3 separate regions of the Hordeum vulgare genome follow, and all the other regions are linked to region 3. Evidence: chromatin contacts called from public Hi-C data. All regions are on one chromosome and are shown on one strand. The core of a region is the stretch at or near the end of the contact, and the rest is flanking DNA. Distances in the headings are between cores, read along the strand shown. Region 1 holds the start of LOC123409382 (TOM1-like protein 5). Region 2 has its middle 78 kb from the start of LOC123409382. Region 3 holds the start of LOC123410150 (phosphatidylinositol-3-phosphatase SAC1).

Region 1 (2,731 bases), core at 219-2,718, 150 kb after region 3:
AACTGTCCTCCAACAATAAGCGAAAAAGAAGTCACCTTTTTCTTCACTATTTTGATAAGTATCGGAAGAAGCCCATTATCAATGACCTGCTTGTGGATAGGCTCTCCACAGTTATTCATGAGCATCTCCAACAGCTGGAAGAAATAGCACCATAAAAGGATGTTGGTTATAAGTGGAAATGGATTTACTAATTCTCTTGGTATATGTTAAGTTATTTAGTTGCAGTGAGAGAGCAAAATAGATCAACATCACACAATTGACCACACAGACAAGGCATCTTAGGCACCTCTGTGCTCTCTTTTATAACAAAGCAATGATCAGGGGCCCAGGGAGGCTGGTTTGCACCGAACCAAATAAAGGATTTGCTGAGTTTTGTCTTGCAATAGCAGAGGCACAGATGGTCCCTATCTTCTTACATGTCCCGGATATTTATGAAGAATACTATAAGAGATTCGTATGAATAATCTATAACCCCAAACACAGCAGCTGATCAAGGAACCACACCACAAAGAGGCTAATTCGGCACATATAACTCACCATGACAGCATAAAGTTGAGCATCCTTGCTCCTGCTTCCTATGCACTTCTTTATGGATTTGATCACATCCTTCGCTTTCCTGGTGAAAGTAACAGGGAGAGAGAAAAAAAGGATCATTCGAGGAATTAAACGCCGTCATTCCAAATGGCAACCTAAGAGCCATGGATGTATAAAAGAAAAATCTGCACGCCAAGAAGAACTGACCGCTCCTTCAGATCGATTCACGGTCCACTCAAGAAAATACGGGGATGATTTTTTTTTTTTTGGGGGGGGGGGGGGGGGGGGGGGCGAACATGGAGATGATATGCTACTATGTTGCAAAATCATAAACTAAATCTTTGAACCGGCAAGAAGTTGCAATGCTACACGCATGACTGAATATTTCTTAACAAGGGGGTAGTATGCAAGGGAACGGCAAGATTACCCCGGATCCTGAGCGACGAGCTCGCAGATTTCGATGTTCTTGGCCCAGTCCATCTCCTTGAGCTTCTCGCTCGTCGCCGCCTTCACCATTTCTGAAGCCATTTCCTCCAGACTCTCTTGAACGCGTTCAATCTACAATCTTTCTTCCCCCTCCGGACTAATCCAAACCTGATTCCACGACGCAGATGAGTAAAGTAACCGGAAAATCCCTCTTTTCGTAGACAGAGGCGCTAATTAAACCATAAACATCAAGTCTTCCGCAACCCGCGAGCACCACACAAAGAACATTCTTTCAGGCAAGGAAGAAGAAAAGATAATCTACCACCACAAGATCGCTCACTTCGAGGGGAAGAGAGAGAAAAGAAAAGCGAACATAGCACGCACGAACCCAGATCGGCCGCGACTGAGTCGAGAAGCGTCCCTAGTGCATCGTCGCCGGCGGCGGAGGAGCCATGGCTGGGGGTGGCTCGCGCAGTGATCTCACTGGGAAGGAAGGGGAAGGGGGAGGGAGAGGGGTATGGAAGATGAGGTTATTTGCAAATTTCAATACAGTTTTCTCGTTTTGCAGATTGCACCCTGACTTTTCAGGTATTGGACTATCACCACCGTTGTCAACATCGTCGTCCAAGGAAAACTTTTAATGAAAAAATCAAGCCAATCAGTTTATATCTTGTGTACGAAATTATAACTGAAAACGACAATGTGGTCTACTTCCTCTGAGTTACTGTAGCTTATAACGTCCTACCAATTTTTTGTTGGAGCAATGAGATACGAGGTCAATTGGTTTACATGGTCATCTCAAAAAATTTGGCCCCAATGCAAAATAGACCCTAAAATTTCTGGTATCAATATATTTTTTAACGAAATATATATGGATGAATTCAAACACTGTATAAAATTACGTGCTTATCAGGATGTTATGGGAACAAAAAAAAGGAGCAACACTTGAATTTCAAAGGAGCAACTAACTTCGAAATATTTGTGTGACAACTTGTATACTCAATAATAAATTATTCATGACAAAAAAGTCTAAATTAAATAGGATTCAATCTGAACGCACCTTGCGGACAGATTGGTGGTGCCTTGCCTTGCCTCGACCATTGACGGCCAAGAAAATTGTGGAATGAATTCTTCATAACGGCAGAGCTACATATTATGTCTTCGGGCAGGAAATGAAGCGGCAACGCTAGTCTCCGCCTTCATGAAGCGGGGCCACACTTCCGTCAATTCATGTTGAGGGGCTTTTCTTTTTCAGCAAGGCCACATGGGGCTAGACGAATATATCTAGATCGACATGTTGTGTCTGTAGTTTAAAAATCGGACCGGACCGACAGTCAGACCCGAAAAAACCAAGAAGCAATGACCTTAAAGTTTTTTAAGCTAATAAAACCGTTTTGTAATTGGACAGAGGGAAATCAGTCAAACCATTCGGTTTTCTAGGAAACCGGTGAATAAACAGGGCTTTTGAACCGGAAAAAAGTTGAAATGGTCAGCGCATACTTTACGAAAAGCGAGATTCAATCCCATGACACATAGGAGTAGGAATTGCGTGCTCATGGTCCAATGACCAACTCGGTGTTGGAAATATGCCTTAGAGGCAATAATAAATTAGTTATTATTATATTTCTTAGTTCATGATAATCGTTTATTATCCATGCTATAATTGTATTGATTGGAAACACAATACTTGTGTGGATACATAGACAAAACACTGTCCCTAGTAAGCCTCTAGTTGACTAGCTCGTTGATCAAAGATGGTCAAGGTTTCCTG
Region 2 (2,700 bases), core at 145-2,644, 230 kb after region 3:
GTGGATCACTTCTCAACTTCGTGGACCAAATTGGACCTCGCCAGCAACTTCGAGGGTGACACATGCAATTATCTTCTTTTTTTGCGAAATCTCATGGGATAGCGGTAGATGAGCCGAAAGACGGGGACAAAATCACTATTCTGATCTTCTCAGCGATCTTTGTCACAAAATAAGCTCGACATGAATGTATTTCATGATGTGGTCCTTTGGACAACGCCATAGCCCGCGATGTTACTGCCCAACATAGAAACGCCGAGCTAGATAGCATTTCTGCCCTTGTCCACTGTCAGGCCGGGCACATGTATGTGACATGCCAAAAACGTCGAGCTAGATCCCGTTTCTGAAAACGCCATTGACCCTCGCATTCCTATGGTGGGGTTCAATAGCGTTTCGAGAAACGCGAGGGTCAATGACGTTTCCACAAACGTCAAGGTCAATGGCGTTTCCAGAAATGGCATCCAACTCGGTGTTTTTCGCGTGTCACGAACAGTGTGCAAGGACAAAAACGCTATCTAACTCGACATTTTATGTTGGACAATAATTTCGCGGGCTGTGACATTGTCAAAAGCTCAGACCATAAAATACTTCCATGATGAATTTATTTTATGATAAAGATGGTTGAGAAGGTCATTTCGGTCGAGAAAGACAGCTTGCGGCCGACACCCTTCGATCGAGGATGCTGGTCAATTGTCGTGGCGCTGTAAATCACTCCTAAGTGATCCATCAATCCAGATGTTCACATAAGCATCTTCAATAAAATCCCTATTATTAACTTTCCTAGACTCTTCTTGAGCTAGTACTCCCTCCGTTTCGGTGCATTAGGCATATTAGAAGGTGCACTGCAACCTAGGCATGTAGAGATTGGATTGAAGAATAAGTGAAATTATAGAGGAAGCCAATCACACTATTCCTTTCTCTACTAAAAACATGATATTAATTAAAAGACCTCTTCAAATTCAAAAAACATGACCCATAAATTGAATGCATTGGTCCTTCAATTAATAGATGGGGTCTAATTAATATGCATGCAACTAGTACTACTGTGATGTGCCTTAGCGTTTTAAGATTATTATTCCTAATGCACCGAGACGGAGGGAGTATCTTAGTGTGGTTAGTTGCGGCTAACTCCTTGAAACGGATTCTTTTAGGTGCTGAGCGCCTTTCTGGATTCAGATTATAGTTGCCCTTAGTTAATTATTAAACTCGAGTGTGATGCTACAGTACATACACTAATAGTTCTGCCGAGCTGATCATTAAAAAGTTTGTTTTGTCAATAGATCTGCTGCTGATGGCTGGCAGCTGGTCATTAATTAGTGCAGCTGGGTCATGTTAGGTCAACATCGGTAGTAATGGCACCAGCTGTTTCCGCAGCTGCGCAACGGATACACACACAGGCTAGCCGCGGGGGCCTCCTTGTTCCCTTGTGCCTTGTCGCCCTAGCATTGGCAAAGCCCGTCCCTATCCCAAGACTAAATCAGCTGAAAAAAGTCCAACTAATACACTAACTATAAGTCGGCCGGCCAATTGATGCTTTAGAGGGTGCTTGATACGTTTTACATGATTAAAAATAATGGAACTAAAACTTACTAGTTTCACTCATGCTAGGATCAAAATACTAAGGGAAACGTTACCTTCCAGCCGGCTGATCCTGCTCTCGCATCCATCACCTCTTTTGTTTGCCACGTGGGCGCATCTAACGGCTGAAAATGGTTCCCGTGGCCGGCAGGTCACAAGCCGTTTTCCTCAAACAATTCCATTGTTTCAGGACATTGTTCCTGCAGCGCGCTGCTGGCGAGCAGGAGGGGCTCTCCCTCGATCCTGATGGATCGGGAGCCAGGGCGGCGGCGTGCTCCAGGCAGCAGGATGCCGGAGCTCTCCCTCGATCCTGATGGATCGGGAGCCAGGGCGGCGGCGTGCTCCAGGCAGCAGGATGCCGGGGCTCTCCCTCGATCCCGATGGATCGGGAGCTAGGGGGACGGCGTGCTCCCGGCAGCAGGATGCCGGCGCCAGAGAGGCGGCGAGGCAGCCGATGAGCATGAGGGCGGCGGATCCGGCCGGACCTCGTCGGATCCGGGCCGGACGGCGGCGGCGCGACGAAGGGGCAGGCGGCGCGGTGGTTCCCTGCAGGCTGGGGCTGCAGCTGGCGGCGCACTCCGGCGACCTGCCGACGACACATGCGGGGCGACGGCCGGAGGGAACCAGCGGCGAGCGGGAGCTCCTGCGGCTGCGGATGCAGCTCGGGGCGTGTTTGGCGCGTGGTTCGCTCCGAGAAGGAGGCAGGGAGGCTTGTTGCAAAAATTCCTGAAACTTGACCGTTGTTGCAAAAAATTCTTCCGTAAAAATACCTATGTTATAGGAAGACGAAGAAAAAAAATCTGCAACAAGCAAATTGTTTCTGAAACTCGACCGTTGTTTCAGGAATTAACGGATCTAAAGTTTATTTCTTGCAACAAAGCGAAAGTTTCCGCAACTCGAGCATCGTTTCAGGAAATAACTACTGACCATGCGGCGGGGATGCAGGGCGTTAGATCGGCATCCGACGGCTAGCTAGGTGATGGATAATTTTTAAAAATCATCCGACGGATGCGTAGCGTTCCCCAAATACTAAAGAGATTAAAAATCAAGTTAATGGACATTTATTATCCTCCAAACCCTCCAATCCAGAATTCGTCTTTGTTAAAAAAGATGAGTTAAATGAGG
Region 3 (2,700 bases), core at 196-2,695:
CGGTCACCAAATTGCAAAAGAAATATAACCAGGATTCAGAGGTTAATGAATTATCTCTCAGTTTACATCATTATTATCTACGCATTTCCGTTACCAGCCTCTGATTGTGCAGATAGCCAGTTGGTATCATTTGTCTCCACAAGGAACTACTCCTAGCAATTATAAAAAAGAGCTCCTAGGCGTGCGCTTAAGCATGCCTATGCGCTAGGTGACAGAAGAATGTGTAGCCTTAAGCACTCATAGGCGTGCGCTTACGCGTGCCTATGCGCTAGGTGACAGCAGAATGTGTAGCCTTAAGCACTGATAGGCGTGCGCTTAAGCATGCCTACTCATGTGTTTACGTGAGACAGGTGCTGGGAAGAAGCAAACTAAGAATTTACGCCTAGAGCTTTTCTGAGCCTTGATTCCTAGTAAGGAACAAGGAAGTTGTTGGCAATAGATCCAAGGGAGATTTTTCCTCTTTTGGAATTCATAAGCAAACAAAAGAAAACATGACGGCATCAAGTGCACCTTCCTATGACGAGCCAACTGAAATAAAACTAGCAGGGATTGGTTGGAATGAAATCACAGCCAATTTGCAATACATAGACAATTTATCAACTAAAATAAGTTACCCGCACTTCCTGACATGGTAAATCTGCTGATAATATTATCATACTAACTTAATTTTCCAGTACAAAGAAACCACACAAAAATTACCAGCAAAAGGCATTGACCAACTGGACAAGGCTTTCTGATTTCTAACAAAATAAATCTTATGACACACTCATTTGCTTTAACAGAACAAATTAGTCGAGCTTAATTATAAATTCGCCTGGACTAAGAATGAAATTTCCATGGGATCAGTAGAGCGAGCTAGGTTAATAATGCAACGCAATCCAATCCAGTGCAACAGGATGAATGAATGAACGAACGAACGTTCTGGACGGGGCACCTGCGATGCCGTAGGCCTTGGTGACGAAGGTGAGGCCGCCAGTGGAGCGGTTGCCCTCGGCGATGCGCTGGAGCAGGCTCTTGACCTCCTGCTGGGAGTACCAGACGGGGTCCTCGCTGAGGTGGAGCTCCGACGGCTCCGAGCGGTCAATCTTGAGCACCCGAAACCACCGCTTCTCCCTCGAGCTCCCGATCACGTAGAACCTCTGCCAGCACAGCCAATTCCGACGCGTCAATTCAGCAAGCTGGCGAGCGAGCGATTCCGCCGGGCGTGCGGTTGGGAGAAGGGGGGGCAATGGATGCTTACGGCGCGCGTTTCGTAGAGGCGGAACTTCTCCAGCGTCGCTGACGCCGCCGTCGGGTCGTCCGCCTCCGCCGCCATCGATCCCGATCGAAGCGCGCAAGGGAAGACGGGGTGGAAGGGGACGATCGGAAAGGGGAAGAAGGCACTACGGATATTGTATCTGAACGCTGAAGGCGTCCTCCGTGAAACCCGTGACCATGTTGGTCAAGGCGCCCTCTTCTCTAATGTACAAAGCGTATTATGGAATGAACTGTATCACGTTGCATGTTCGGGGTTCGCTTTCAGCCTACCGCAGGTCATGATGTTGGGATTTTATTTTTTTCAAATACTAAAGCAAGCGAAGCCATGCCGTCATTATCACCCCTTCCTCGCAAATCTTATCTATCTCTCCCTAATAATAAAGCGTGCAGCGCTTCTGCCGTCCGTCGCGGCATTTTTACAAAAACACCCTTTGTTTTTCGGTATTCAACCCGCAGTACGTTTCTAAGTTAAAAACGTTTCGGATTTACATAACCCCCCTCCCCGGCTTATCCATTCCCGTCGGAGGGGCCTTCTCGCCGCTTCTCCACCGGCGGGCTCCCCACCGGCACCTTCGGGCTGACCGGCATCGGCACGTGGGAGGCGGTGGTCCTCTTCATCTCCCGCACCCACGAGCAGCCCCTGATCTGCTCCCCGCGCTGCCGCCCCGGTCCTCCCGTCGGTCGCCGGCCCCGATCCACGCAGCGATGACACGGATGCGGTAGTCTTGTTGTTGTCAACGGGACTACCGCATCCGTGTCATCGCTGCGAGACAAACACAACAACATTGTGTCAATGCTAACTGAATTGCGCGGAAGGAGAAGCTGATAGATCGACAGCAACGCTCATCTCCCTCTGTCTTTCTAAAGGAAAACTGCCTTCATGCCCCATGGGCATCATCTTGTTGCATGACAGCAACCCGACAGTTTGCAAACTTGAGAGCTGAGGACAAGAAGAAAACGGGGTCCAGTTGTGGATCCTAATGTTGGGCTGACGGGTCAACAGAAGAATATTATGCATAAATGTGGATGGTTCATCGATGATTGTTGATTCGGATGTGTGGCTTCCGAATGAGTGAATTCATTCAGTCAAAGCAGTGTATTATCTACAGCTTCTCTTGTTAACTGGCTGATGATGTCTGATAAAAGCTCATGCCCGACTTTATAGATAACGACATATGGCAGAAACCAAAGAGTCATACAACCAACCAAACAACGGAGTCGTCCGTCGTCGGTGATGTACATCAATGTACCTATTGTCATTAGTATTGTTTTCTTTTCGAAAAGGATGTAGGTGTTCTTCTGAAAATGAGGTTTTGTCACAGCATGTGTTATTATCAACTAGCAAAAATGTTCGTGCGTTGCAACGGGAGAAAATAAATCATCCTCCATACACACTGGACGACATCAAGAAATCATATGAAATCTTTAACAATACCATATGAG

What was found. A called contact is a pair of places that touch in the nucleus more often than the background predicts.
Region 1: a Hi-C map of seedling shows a contact between it and region 3, with 4 times the contacts expected there. The contact joins the promoter of LOC123409382 here to the promoter of LOC123410150 in region 3. A contact is called at or near these places in 3 of 6 Hi-C or Micro-C datasets (leaf and seedling).
Region 2: a Hi-C map of leaf shows a contact between it and region 3, with 2.5 times the contacts expected there. The contact joins the enhancer-like site here to the promoter of LOC123410150 in region 3. A contact is called at or near these places in 2 of 6 Hi-C or Micro-C datasets (leaf and seedling).

What each region holds. Positions count from the first base shown.
Region 1 is chr7H:437,060,418-437,063,148 of MorexV3_pseudomolecules_assembly, forward strand. It overlaps LOC123409382 (TOM1-like protein 5), which reads right to left and starts at 1,469. Exons shown (of 10, transcript XM_045102304.1): 1 at 1,349-1,469; 2 at 962-1,128; 3 at 538-616; 4 at 36-134. The coding sequence starts at 1,062.
Region 2 is chr7H:437,138,342-437,141,041 of MorexV3_pseudomolecules_assembly, forward strand. No RefSeq gene overlaps it. Among protein-coding and RNA genes, the nearest start is that of LOC123409382, 78 kb to the left of the region's middle. Within about 2 kb of position 1,395, at least 2 of the 3 cell types and tissues checked have open chromatin away from gene starts, as enhancers often do. A contact at or near this core is called in leaf, where this site is marked.
Region 3 is chr7H:436,910,959-436,913,658 of MorexV3_pseudomolecules_assembly, forward strand. It overlaps LOC123410150 (phosphatidylinositol-3-phosphatase SAC1), which reads right to left and starts at 1,446. Exons shown (of 16, transcript XM_045103045.1): 1 at 1,241-1,446; 2 at 935-1,139. The coding sequence starts at 1,315.